4 separate regions of the Mus musculus genome follow, and regions 1, 2 and 4 are each linked to region 3. Evidence: chromatin contacts called from public promoter capture Hi-C data. All regions are on one chromosome and are shown on one strand. The core of a region is the stretch at or near the end of the contact, and the rest is flanking DNA. Distances in the headings are between cores, read along the strand shown. Region 1 holds the start of Gbp5 (guanylate binding protein 5). Region 2 holds the start of Gbp2 (guanylate binding protein 2). Region 3 holds the start of Bmpr1b (bone morphogenetic protein receptor, type 1B). Region 4 holds the start of Gbp3 (guanylate binding protein 3).

Region 1 (2,728 bases), core at 227-2,726, 330 kb after region 3:
GGAAAATGAGACCAGTCATCCACGTGCCTTTCCTTCTGAGGCCAGGTACTCCGAGGCTGCATGCTCAAGTCAGTCAGAGATTAGCCTGTCTGGAGAAGTGATCGAGTCCATGGAAAGGAAGTCTGGTAAAGGAATCCCACAGAAAAAACAATATTTTTTGAAAAACTGATATAATAAAAACAAAACCAACCAACCAACCAACCAACGAACCAAAGAAGACACTGGAGTGGAAGGCCATCCAATGCGCATGGATCAATACAGTTGTTATTGTGATAACGGTTAGGTTATTTTACCCAAAGTCACCAGTATAGGCGGTACCCACCATAAAGTCAAATGCTATTTCTGTCAAGCTTACAGGCAAGTGCAGTCTAAAGCGAGTATGCTTCCTTTTAGGAGAGTTAGACTCCAGAGAGCGTCAGAACAAAGTCCGCAAATATCCATGTACAACATTCAGCTTCTATATAACTGATCTTTATTGGCTACATATGACCAGACATTTCCTGAGTTTCCTTGTCCCAGTAGTGACAGCGTCATCTCCAGGACTTGTTAACATATTATTTTGGCTTGAATTCTAGACAAGTGAGATAGAAGATCTTTCTTGAAGCTCCGTTAAGGGAAGGCTATTTCTTCTTGGTAAAGCATAGCTATTTTATTGACCTATTTTAAAAAATTAGTTTAACCCACTCAGTGGCTTGAGTTTTGCTCAGAAGAATCGGACTTGGGTCACATCATCAGCAGATGTTCCAAACGGCACCAAACAGTATAAGATTAAAGCAGCTGCTTACAGCCTTTCTGTGACTGAGTCAGCTTGCTGGTGCAGTCTCTAACCCAGCAAGCGTGATTAGCTTTCTTTTCCTTTGCAATCTCTCCTTTCTGGTTTCCTGTACGGTTTGTCTGCTCTGCTAATTTTTTCCTCTCTCCAACTCCAAAAAAGTTATCCTCAGTTTTCCTAATTCTGTTCTTTATTTCTTTTATATATGGGATTCAAGAGTCCACAACATGACACCCTGAGTTCCTTGTTTAACCTACTACCAATGAAAACAACTTTTATCCTAAGTGGATGCAGAGACAATTGTAAGAAATGAGTCTTCAAATAGTACGTGAGGTTTCCCTTCAAAACAATTGTGATTCAAAACCATAAAAATTATCACCCTCGTTCAAAGGAATAAAATAAACAGCGCTTGAAACAATGACAAACGATGTCAACGTTCTCTTTCAGATTGTGGGCAACTTCTGGGAAATTAGTTCAGTGACATTCAAGCCTTCTGCTTTTGAAAATCCCCTTCAACTATACAGTCTGAACTTGTGTAGTTTCAATTTCAGTTTAGAGAACCCTTTTGCAGATTCCTGTTCTTGCGTTTCATAATCAAGTTCTCTCCCAGCTCTCTGGGAGAGGAAAGGAAATTCCCAGGGCTGGCCGTTATTTCTCAGAACCAAGCACAGATAAATAAGGGTGCAACGAGTTTGTCCTCTTGCAGAGTCCCGTTTGAAGCAGTGTTCTTACTGGCCCCTGCTCCCGCTCTTCAGTTTTTCTTAAGGTAAGACCTGGAGCAGGGGTGGGAAGAGACTGTTAGGAATTATTTTTTAGACTACTTTATCCAGGATGGGATGCATCCTAGCCTGGATGCTGGCTCAGCCCCATTAGAGATTAAACAGCAGTGTTCTCAGAGAAGCAGAATTCCTTGTCCAGCAGTCCGAGTGTTTATTCAGTGCCGTTATTGTTTCCTGTTAATGAGAGGGCAGAGTGTGAAGAGATTAAACTGAAAGGTAGAAATGACTTCCAACTGTTTATCTCCGCTTGTTCTAACTTCTTGGCATCCCTAGTTGCTGTTTAGAACAGAATCACCTCCAGAATAGCAGGCAACCATACTGTTTGCATGAACAATATAGCAGAGCATGAGCTGCGCAGTAAAAGGTCTGAGACTGGGGCTCTAACCAGCGCTCCCATTGTCGGGAAGTGAATTCCCAGACAGCAAGGCTCTATATGTGGGCCGATGCTTGTCCTCATTGGAGCTTGGGACAAATTCACAGCCAGAGCTGCGAGAGAGAGAGAGAGAGAGAGAGAGAGAGAGAGAGAGAGAGAGAGAGAGAGAGAGAGAGAGAACTCCAAGGCACACAGGAAGAGGTTTGCTGACAGCAGTGAGCATTTTCGCTGCACTGCCATCTCTTAAAGGTTCCGTGTTTGCTTTTCCTGGGCAGTCACTCACTTTTAAACCCCATTTGTGTTGGATTCTGTCTCTGCTACAATATTGTCTCTACCTTTATATGTTGACGAATCAAAAAATGACCTATTTGGCCGGTATGGTCTGGCTATGCGGATCGCTCCTGGGAACTCTTTTGACTTCTTGCTGTGTCCCGTGCCTCATGCATATCATACTTAAAGAACAGATAAGAATATAAACGCAAAAACTGAGCAAACACCAGAAGTTCATCTCCAGCACCTTTCAGTACTTTCAGATTTCTTGGTGACCTTCTTCCCTACAGTCCTCCCCTTGTGTGAACATTTCTCTTCTTCTCTTCTCTTCTCTTCTCTTCTCTTCTCTTCTCTTCTCTTCTCTTCTCTTCTCTTCTCTTCTCTTCTCTTCTTTTTTTTTATAATTATTTTATTTATGTGTGTGCCTGAGTGTATTTTAGTCCCCCAGGACTGGTGTTATAGGTAGTTGTGAGCCACCTGGTATGGGTTAAGGGAACAAAATCCAGGTCTACAAGAGCCTCAAGTGCTCTTAGT
Region 2 (2,700 bases), core at 48-2,547, 450 kb after region 3:
TCACGGGGCTTAGTACTCTTGTGGAATACAGAAACACAAAGATACTTTCTGTATAATTATTTTCTGGTAGTGGCATTAAACCCAGGGCTTTAAAAAATACTTCTAGTGGTACATTAACTTATAGCATAACAGTGGATGGTATAGTGTTTCTGTAGTATACTTTTCAGTGCATGCTTGTATCATGTGTGCTTGAAGAAGAATTCAACACTTGTATTCAAAGTCTGACCTATTGTCTGATTTGTGTTAAGTCCCTGGAAGATTTTAAGTACTAGTCCGTGGGTAAATCAGCATGAGGATTAATTAGACATCTTCAGAACTTCAAAGCACAGTTTGGGACACTTCTCACAGCCACAGTGCCAGTGGCTTGTCAACTCCATGGTCATTCCCAGCCTTAGCTCAGAGACTCACAGATGTCAGTCTCAGTTTTGACAGTGGCTTCCCTCAGCCTCTGAGAGATGTTATTTGCACTCAATGGTTTAGGGTCAGGACTCTGACTCACTTGTTTCTAAGGAAACATACTACAAATGACTGGAAACTCCACCCCTTTAAGCTTAGAAACAAAAACAAAAAACAAAAAACAAAAAAAAAAGGAAAGAAAAGAAAGAAATCCCTTTTGCTTACTCTTAAATTCTACATGTCTACATGATTGAAAATATTTAAGTGGTGCTAAAATTGTTGTGGGATTGTACATAATGTTAATAGCGATTATTCTAGTCCAAAAGACAAATGAACAAACTAACAAACAAGCTAGCTGATTTCCCAGCATTTGACATGTTTAAAGGAACTCAGATTCACTTTCACTTTCAGTAATTTTTCTTCCTCCCTCCTTCCCTCTCTTTGTCTCCCCCATCTTTCTCCTTCCTTTCTCTCTCCTTGTCCCTCCAAATTCTCACCTTTTTCGTTCTATTTTTATTCTTTCACAGTACAGAGAAATGATTTTTAAACGATTCATGTCCACTTCTGAATTGCACAATTGCTTGCTAACTTTGTGTAACACAGTGGGGCTGGCAACTTCACAAAACAAACACTAATGGACAAAAAAGGACTGAAACATAAGAGAATGATTTCAAAACCACACCCTTTTCACCCTACATTTTGAAACACCCACAAGAAATGGCACCATTTATCAATCTCTACCTGAGAAGTCCTGAGACCCTCCTCCCATGAGCAAACCCCTCATTCCTGCAGTGCTGGTTGAGTCATCCCTCCAACCCCACCCCAGTTAGGAACTCTTTTAGTTTCACTTTCACTGTCTTAAGCATAAATAAAGAGCGAACTCCTCACAAGTTCTCTGGCAAAAATCTGGAACTTCCCGGGTTACTACAGGGTCTATGTCACAGTGCCTGTGAGAGAGGACAGAGCACTCTGCAGCCAGCCTCAGAGGCAAAGCTGACCAGCATTGAAAAGCTGCTTCTTCTTCTTCTCTAAAGGATTTCTCTTCAGGTAAGACAGAGGCAGGGGTGGAAAACTGTTTAGCAGACTGCTGGTTTACCCTAACCAGAGGAGGCTGAAACCAGCACAGATGTGTGTGGCCCAGGGCTAGGTGACAGAGGCAGACTTTACCCTAGATGTCCCTGTCCCTACTAGGGCAAATTAATTAAACTCTGGGAAAGAAGACTTCACACTGAGAGCATAAGTGTGTTGAGGTTCATATTGCTTTCTCGGTACCATTTTATATCATTCTTACTATTTAATGATACTCAGACAAAGTTCCTGAACTTGTTGCCAGTGTCTACCTAAATAAGTTAGGCTGCTTGGAATTCATAAAAAGAGACAGTTTCCCCCATTGAAAAATCTATTGAGCTACAATATCTTTGTGTATACTATTTTGAATACACACACATTATTTATTCCTTGAGAACATCATATATGTCATGTGTTTTTGATTGTGTATATTCCCTACTCTTTCCTCCATCTCCTCCCACCCACCCCTCACTCAGTTTCATGTCCTCATTTAATCAAGTCACTGCAGCTCATTCAAACGTGGGCATAAGGCCACCTAGTGGAATTCAGGTAACTTAACAGGGGCCATTTACTGAAGAAAACCAACCCTGGAGTCTGTAGCAGCCATTAACTGCCATTATCATCTCAGTTATGCTCTGGGCTTCCCGGGACTCTCACCAACCTATGGTAGAATTTTGATTTATGCATTTTTTCTTTTTTCTTTTGTTTTGTTTTCAAAATAGTGTGTCTGTGTAGCCCTGGCTGTCCTGAAACTCACTGTGTAAACCAGGCTGTCTTCAAACTCAGAGATCCATGTGCCTTTGCTTCCCAAGTGCTGGATTGAAGGCATGTGCCACTAACCACCCGCCTTTATGCAGGTTTTCTATAGGCAGCCACAGCTGCTGTGACTTCATGAGTTCAAAAACTATATCATGTTCCAGAAGATACTGGTTCACCTTAAAGCAATGCATATAGTCCATGTGATATTTGTGGCATAAATACCACTGTGAACTGAAAGAAACCAAACCTTTGGGAGGAATTCTCTAGGGTAACATAGGAAAACTATGAGCTGTGTCTGGAAGACTGTGCTGGTAGAGAGTACCACAGCACTGGGAATGTCATGGAAGTCTACCAGCCAAGCACGGGATCCAGCTGAGGGAGCCTCAGTGAACACGGGGAACAAGCCAGGCAACAAACTAAGGAATGGTCACAAAGTCCTAAGTTACACGGAATGAAATAATAAGTACTTAGCAGTCC
Region 3 (2,700 bases), core at 135-2,634:
CCTCGTAATGAGAATGCTCCAAAGAAATTATTGATCCCTGGAATGTCTCATATTTTTTAAATTACTGACAAATCCTTTCCTATTTTCTTTGCAGTTAGACATAATTCTCCTTGATCGGCAGAATGTAAAGAGGTATAAAAGTACAAAGTTGAAATCACTTTTTCTTAAAACATAAGTGCCCCGTTGACATAGACCATTTCTCTTAACTTCCCTCAAAACAATAATTAGAGAAGTTGTGACCAAGAGCCCCAAAAATATGCATATGAAAAGCAAAGACTTAGTCTCAGTGAGGACAGCAAGAGGCTCTCACACCGAGGGCTTTTTCATATTATTTTTCAAATGTTCTTCAGCTGAACTCCATCGTGAGGACTCATGGAGCCTTTTGTTTTTCCAGAATCCAGGAGCCTTCTCTCAGGTGGTTCCGCTTCACTGCGGATATGTCTGGGACCTTCTGTTACTCAGCTGCCTTCTTCTGTTCTGTTTCACTGGCACCTTTGTGGCCCCTCACAGTAACTGACCTCACCTTGGGGGAAGGTGACTAAGAAAAGAGCAGTCCCTAATAACTCAAAGAAGCCACAAGGTCCCCATTCAGAACACAGAGCACTCAGCCTCCTTGGAGAGGCTCAGAGAAACTAGATACCTGCCGCCCTGCACAACTTCCGGAGGGTCTTTCTCCAATGTCAGAAAAACCTCACCCTGCAGAGAACCGATGGGAATAGTGTAGAGGGACAGGAGGAAAGGACAAGAGGTGGGGAAAGTCAGCTACTAAGTATGGGATCACGTTGGAAAGACTCGGAAGAGGAGAGGGCTGAGAGGATGGAGTGACTAAGGGGCAGGGGAGAGCGCGAGAGGACCGAAGAGTGTGGTTGTCCCATGAGCGCCTTGGCTCTCCCAGCGGGTCCGAGGAGCAGGCGAGGCAGGTGGCTGGTCCCGAGCTCGGTGCCCCTTGGCGTCCCCCCAAGCGCTCGTGGCCCGGGAGCGCCCCGCTGTCCGGGTGTCCCGCTCCCCGAGGAGCACGTGTCCCACCCCGATCGCCGCACAAAGCGCGGGCTACCCTGGAGACCCCCGATCCGAACTCCCAGGCCCCTTCCCAGCGCCCCTTACCCGCCGCCGCTTCCCAGGTCCCGGGTCCTCCGCGCCCTCACTACGAGCACCACGCCGGCAACTTCTGCCGCCGCCGCTGCCTCTGCCGCCGCCGCCGTAGCTCCTGTCCCTCCTCCCGCTCCGCCGCCGCTGGAATTTTTCTCACTCGCCCTCTCCAGCTCCCACTAGTGACTGCAGACTGCGAGCCAAGCACTTAGCGCAGGGATTACGCGGCCCGGCGCCTGGAGCGGTCCCAGCCACCTCCAGAGCCGTCCTCAGAGCATCCCTGGCGCTGCAGCCGGACAAACGTCCCTGGCTGGTCCAAAAGCCTTGCCACACGCCCCCTTCAGCTTCCAGAAACAAAAGCGCGAGGAGGCAGCGCGGAATGGTGCGAGCTGGGACCGACTCCAAATGGCAGAGCGCGGTGAACTTCAACTTCTCCGGGGCCAGCGACACTTTGGAGAAGTTATGGAAACGTTGGTCACACACCTCATAAAAAAGGGGAGGGGAGTGCACATCAAATTAGATCCACAGTCTCGGGTGAGGGGTTAGAAATCTTGAGGCATGGAGTGAGGCTTCCTAGGAAAATGAAATTTTTCCTTAATACAGATATTTTGAAATTGTAAACAATGAAAGGCAACGCAAAAAATTCCACTTGTGTTCGATGAAATTTTACAGTTTGGCTTGAGAAAGCATTTGACATCTTTACTCTGTGGTCTCCTGGCTAAGTCTGTAAGTGTTTCGACTCTTGGAGAAATGAATATAAAGTAAGGTGATTCGGCTTCTCCGGAGATTTGGGGAGCATAGCTAACCTCTTTCAACTCAGCCATTTTGCCAACTGTTTCCCAGGGCGGTATCTCATGAATTCCAAATATCTTTTCTTCCTAATGCCTGATGCCCAGTTTCCACCATAATTCATTTCCTCACTTTTTTTTAAATTCCAAGCATGTTGAGCAGCCCCGTTTGTCCTCGTTAGAAGTGTGACTTAAGTTTTATTTTGTGCCACTCGGAAGTGAATTTCTTATGAGTTTCTCATTATGATCTATTTCATTCCTACCATTTTATTTCATCCCCTTTCTTCTGAAATTGTTCCAGCTGAATCAGACGTTAAATAAAATATTTTCACCTGTAAATATAAGAGACCTACAGGTCCCTCTTAGGAGCAAGTGGGGTCCCTGGTGTTTATTAATGAGTTGGTAAATGGTGGGTATATTTATCCTGAAATGACAGTGTCGCCAAGGGAGTCTGCCTGCCCCATCGTGTATCCATGTTATAGTCCCTGAAGCCAGACTGTAAGACGTTGTCTAGAAGTTTTCTAAGTAGGTAAATTGCTTGTTGGTGTCTCTTTATTGGGCCCTTGCTGACCCCAGGTGTCAGGACTTAGAGCTGAAAGAACTGCAAAGGTGGAATCCAACCTGTTGCCTTCACTCTGTGAGTCAGAGATAACCCCACCCCCTCCCCTTCTGCATCGTCTTTCTCTTCTTTCCTAACTATAAGTATGTGACCAGTGAACTTGCCTTCTATCTGTCCCCCAATCAGACTTTCTGTCATTTTCGTCTCCTGACATTAGTTTTAAATAGGAAAGAAACTTGAATAGATCTACCCCTGTGATGTAGG
Region 4 (2,700 bases), core at 36-2,535, 390 kb after region 3:
TATAGTTTTTTCTTATGATCAAGGAAGGAATAAAGCACAAATTGATACTCATATGTATTATATAAGGACTTCAACCTAACCAGCCTTAAAGGATAGTTAATGATAACTTGTAGCAGTTAATAATAAAAGCATATCTGTTGTAGCTCACCTGGAACTCTATTAACTGAAAAGTCAGTCTGTCTATGTCTTGTTTTTAATGTTGAAAGTTTGCTTTTTGCATGAATTATTTGAAAGTAGTCTATACATGAAGTACATGAAGTAGTCTGAGCACAGCCAACTTAGCATACATGAACCCCGTCCCACATATTGTATATATATTTTGAGACAAAATTTTCATGTAGCCCAGGCTAGCCTCAAGCTTAATATATAGCTCAGAATGGTTCCCCTGCCTCCACTTCCATGGCCAGTTCACATAGACAATATTTTAAATAATTCATGAAAGCAGGAAACTTTTATAGAACAGATTTTTTTTACTTGTGATTTTATGTCAGAACTCAAAAAAAAATCAGTATTGGGAGGATTTGGAAGTTTGGATTTGTAGATTAGGAATGAACACTTGTGTTGGACAAATGGCAAACAAAGAAAGAGAGTAGTTTGAGACATCCCCAGAAAGACAGGCAAAGCATACTGGGAACTTCCTGTCAGTCAGAGTAGAGAAGGAACAGCCCAGAGTTGTTAGCTCTACTGACAGACCTGACTGAATCATGCATTGTTCTTGCCAAGCAAGCTGCACTGTAAACAGTGGCCATCTCTATAGTTCACCATCTTTATAACACTTTGGTTAAAGACTCTAACAGGGAGCTGACAGCAGATATGCACTTTAAGGAAACTGGGGACTTGTTTTCCTTTAACAAAAAGGCTAGGATACCCAGGGCTTGAGCAATCATCTTTGACTCCCTAAACAAAGCTGGTTCATGTCAGGACACAGTTTCAGTTTCTATTTCCCAGATCCCTGGAAAACACAAGAAAGGGAGGAGAAAGGGCTTTTCTGCTGGGGGGAAGTCCAGTCGTCGCCTTTGGCTCGAATTCACAGCCTGAGTTCAGGTTGTATAATGACTGCTATTTTCTCCTGCTGCATCTGAGGGAGCATTTCCTCTGAAATGTGTGGAGGGAAAGGAGGAGGCCACACTGCTGATTTAGACTGCAGTCTAAATCCAAGAGGGCAGGGGACCCAGAAAACGCAATGACAATCATTGATTAGTAGTGTTCCCTGGTGAGTACTACAGACAGACTTGTGTGCCAAGTGTGATTCTGTTTTCTCCTTTTTTTTTTTTTTTTTTTTGCATCGGTGATGGAACACACTGTAGGAAAGAAAAAAAGTCTCAATCTGCAAGATGTGGCGGGGTGATAACTGCAGAAAGTTCGGGGGGATCTGGGAAATTCCTCAGCTCAGCTGAGGTCACAAATTCTGTTATTTTGTTCAAGCCCTCAACGACTGACTGAGTCATCAAGCAAGGAGCATGGTTTCGATTTCAGTTCCTTTTATCTCAATTTGTGTTTGGGCGGCTGTTACTTTGCCACTTCTAACAGTGGCTGCTCCAAGGAGCCTGGAGCAGTAGGAAGCTCAGGGAAAGAACTAAGTTGGCTGAGGACTGTCCCTGTTACAGAGCCAGTGCCTGGGTGAGTAACCACATGTGTTTCTCTCAACAGACGCTGCCGGCGAAATTGCCAGGACATCTCCATTCTGGGGTGGCAGACTCACCCTGGTGGGCAAGCCAGTGCAAGCTGCAGACCTCACAGGGTCTTGTGGCCATTTGCAGAGCGCCACCTGGCGGGCCAAGCGTGCATGTACTGCTTTTCTTGGGTCTTCATTCAATAACCCCTCTGGCTTGGGAGACAATGACCAAGGCCCATCCTTGGTGGTGAGAGCCTGGTACCCAGGAGCCAAACTCAGTAGTACTGCAGCCTCTTGTAGGGTAGCTTCCCCCAGTTTGCTTCCTTGTGTCCGCAATGTTTTCTTGATAGCAGACATCTGTCCTCAAAGGTGTCACTAAGAGGCTTCATTTTATCTTATTTTGCTGGAGTCAGTCCCTGTTTTATTTATCTGAATTCAACCTCCAATGTCCCTACCTCGCTCTATACTTACTTTATTCTAAGGCGTGTGTGGGCGCACGGGCACGTGTGTGTGTGTGTGTGTGTGTGTGTGTGTGTGTGTGTGTGTTCATTTTCTGCTTCGTTTTCTCTCCCATTTGAACAGAGGCTCACCAAGGTAGGAAATTGCACTCATTTAGTTTATTCTTTGATAACAGCCACCTAAGGCAGTGCCCAACACACACCCGGCAAACTTCTCATACTGAAACAGACTTCAAATTCTCTCAGAATGCCAGGAAACCTTTCTACCCACTTTGCAACTTTGCCACGTGCGTTTTTGCCTCACCCGCTGCAAAACCCGAGTGCTCTCAGTCTCAGACATCAGTGTTGTTGGCTTTCTCATGTTATTTTTTAAGAAGCCGGAGAATACTTTTCATAGTTCAAAGAAGAATCGTGATATATTCTATGAGAAATACTGTAACAGGTTTGGGAAGGCTGAGTTCATTTCCCACTTTAGAAACATACAGAACTTGAGATACGTGTTGCGCAAACAAAAACCGACATGTGTCTGCCTTGGGTGATGACAACAGACGATTTTAAGATCCCATATTTCAGTGAGCGACTGTTCTGGGTTACAGGGTTCTGCAGCTTCCGAGTGGACCATGGAGG

The links. Promoter capture Hi-C pulls out the DNA fragments that hold promoters and counts their contacts. Capture Hi-C pulls out chosen DNA fragments and counts their contacts.
Region 1: a contact with region 3 is called in a promoter capture Hi-C map of adipose tissue. The contact joins the promoter of Gbp5 here to the promoter of Bmpr1b in region 3. A contact is called at or near these places in 5 of 39 promoter capture datasets (cranial neural crest, embryonic stem cells, hippocampal neurons and 1 more), 1 of 15 datasets of contacts at CTCF or cohesin (the NIH/3T3 cell line) and 1 of 9 other capture datasets (adipose tissue).
Region 2: a contact with region 3 is called in a promoter capture Hi-C map of embryonic stem cells, with 5 times the contacts expected there. The contact joins the promoter of Gbp2 here to the promoter of Bmpr1b in region 3. A contact is called at or near these places in 5 of 39 promoter capture datasets (cranial neural crest, embryonic stem cells, liver and 1 more) and 2 of 115 datasets of contacts at active chromatin or transcription factors (both in embryonic stem cells).
Region 4: a contact with region 3 is called in a promoter capture Hi-C map of adipose tissue. The contact joins the promoter of Gbp3 here to the promoter of Bmpr1b in region 3. A contact is called at or near these places in 1 of 15 datasets of contacts at CTCF or cohesin (the NIH/3T3 cell line), 1 of 484 Hi-C or Micro-C datasets (embryonic stem cells) and 1 of 9 other capture datasets (adipose tissue).

Annotation. Positions count from the first base shown.
Region 1 is chr3:142,495,458-142,498,185 of GRCm38.p6, forward strand. It overlaps Gbp5 (guanylate binding protein 5), which reads left to right and starts at 1,477. Exons shown (of 11, transcript NM_153564.2): 1 at 1,477-1,538.
Region 2 is chr3:142,619,366-142,622,065 of GRCm38.p6, forward strand. Gbp2 (guanylate binding protein 2) reads left to right here and starts at 1,298. Exons shown (of 11, transcript NM_010260.1): 1 at 1,298-1,443.
Region 3 is chr3:142,168,041-142,170,740 of GRCm38.p6, forward strand. It overlaps Bmpr1b (bone morphogenetic protein receptor, type 1B), which reads right to left and starts at 1,385. Exons shown (of 12, transcript NM_001277217.2): 1 at 1,105-1,385.
Region 4 is chr3:142,559,071-142,561,770 of GRCm38.p6, forward strand. Gbp3 (guanylate binding protein 3) reads left to right here and starts at 1,286. Exons shown (of 11, transcript NM_001289493.2): 1 at 1,286-1,620; 2 at 2,670-2,700. The coding sequence starts at 2,694.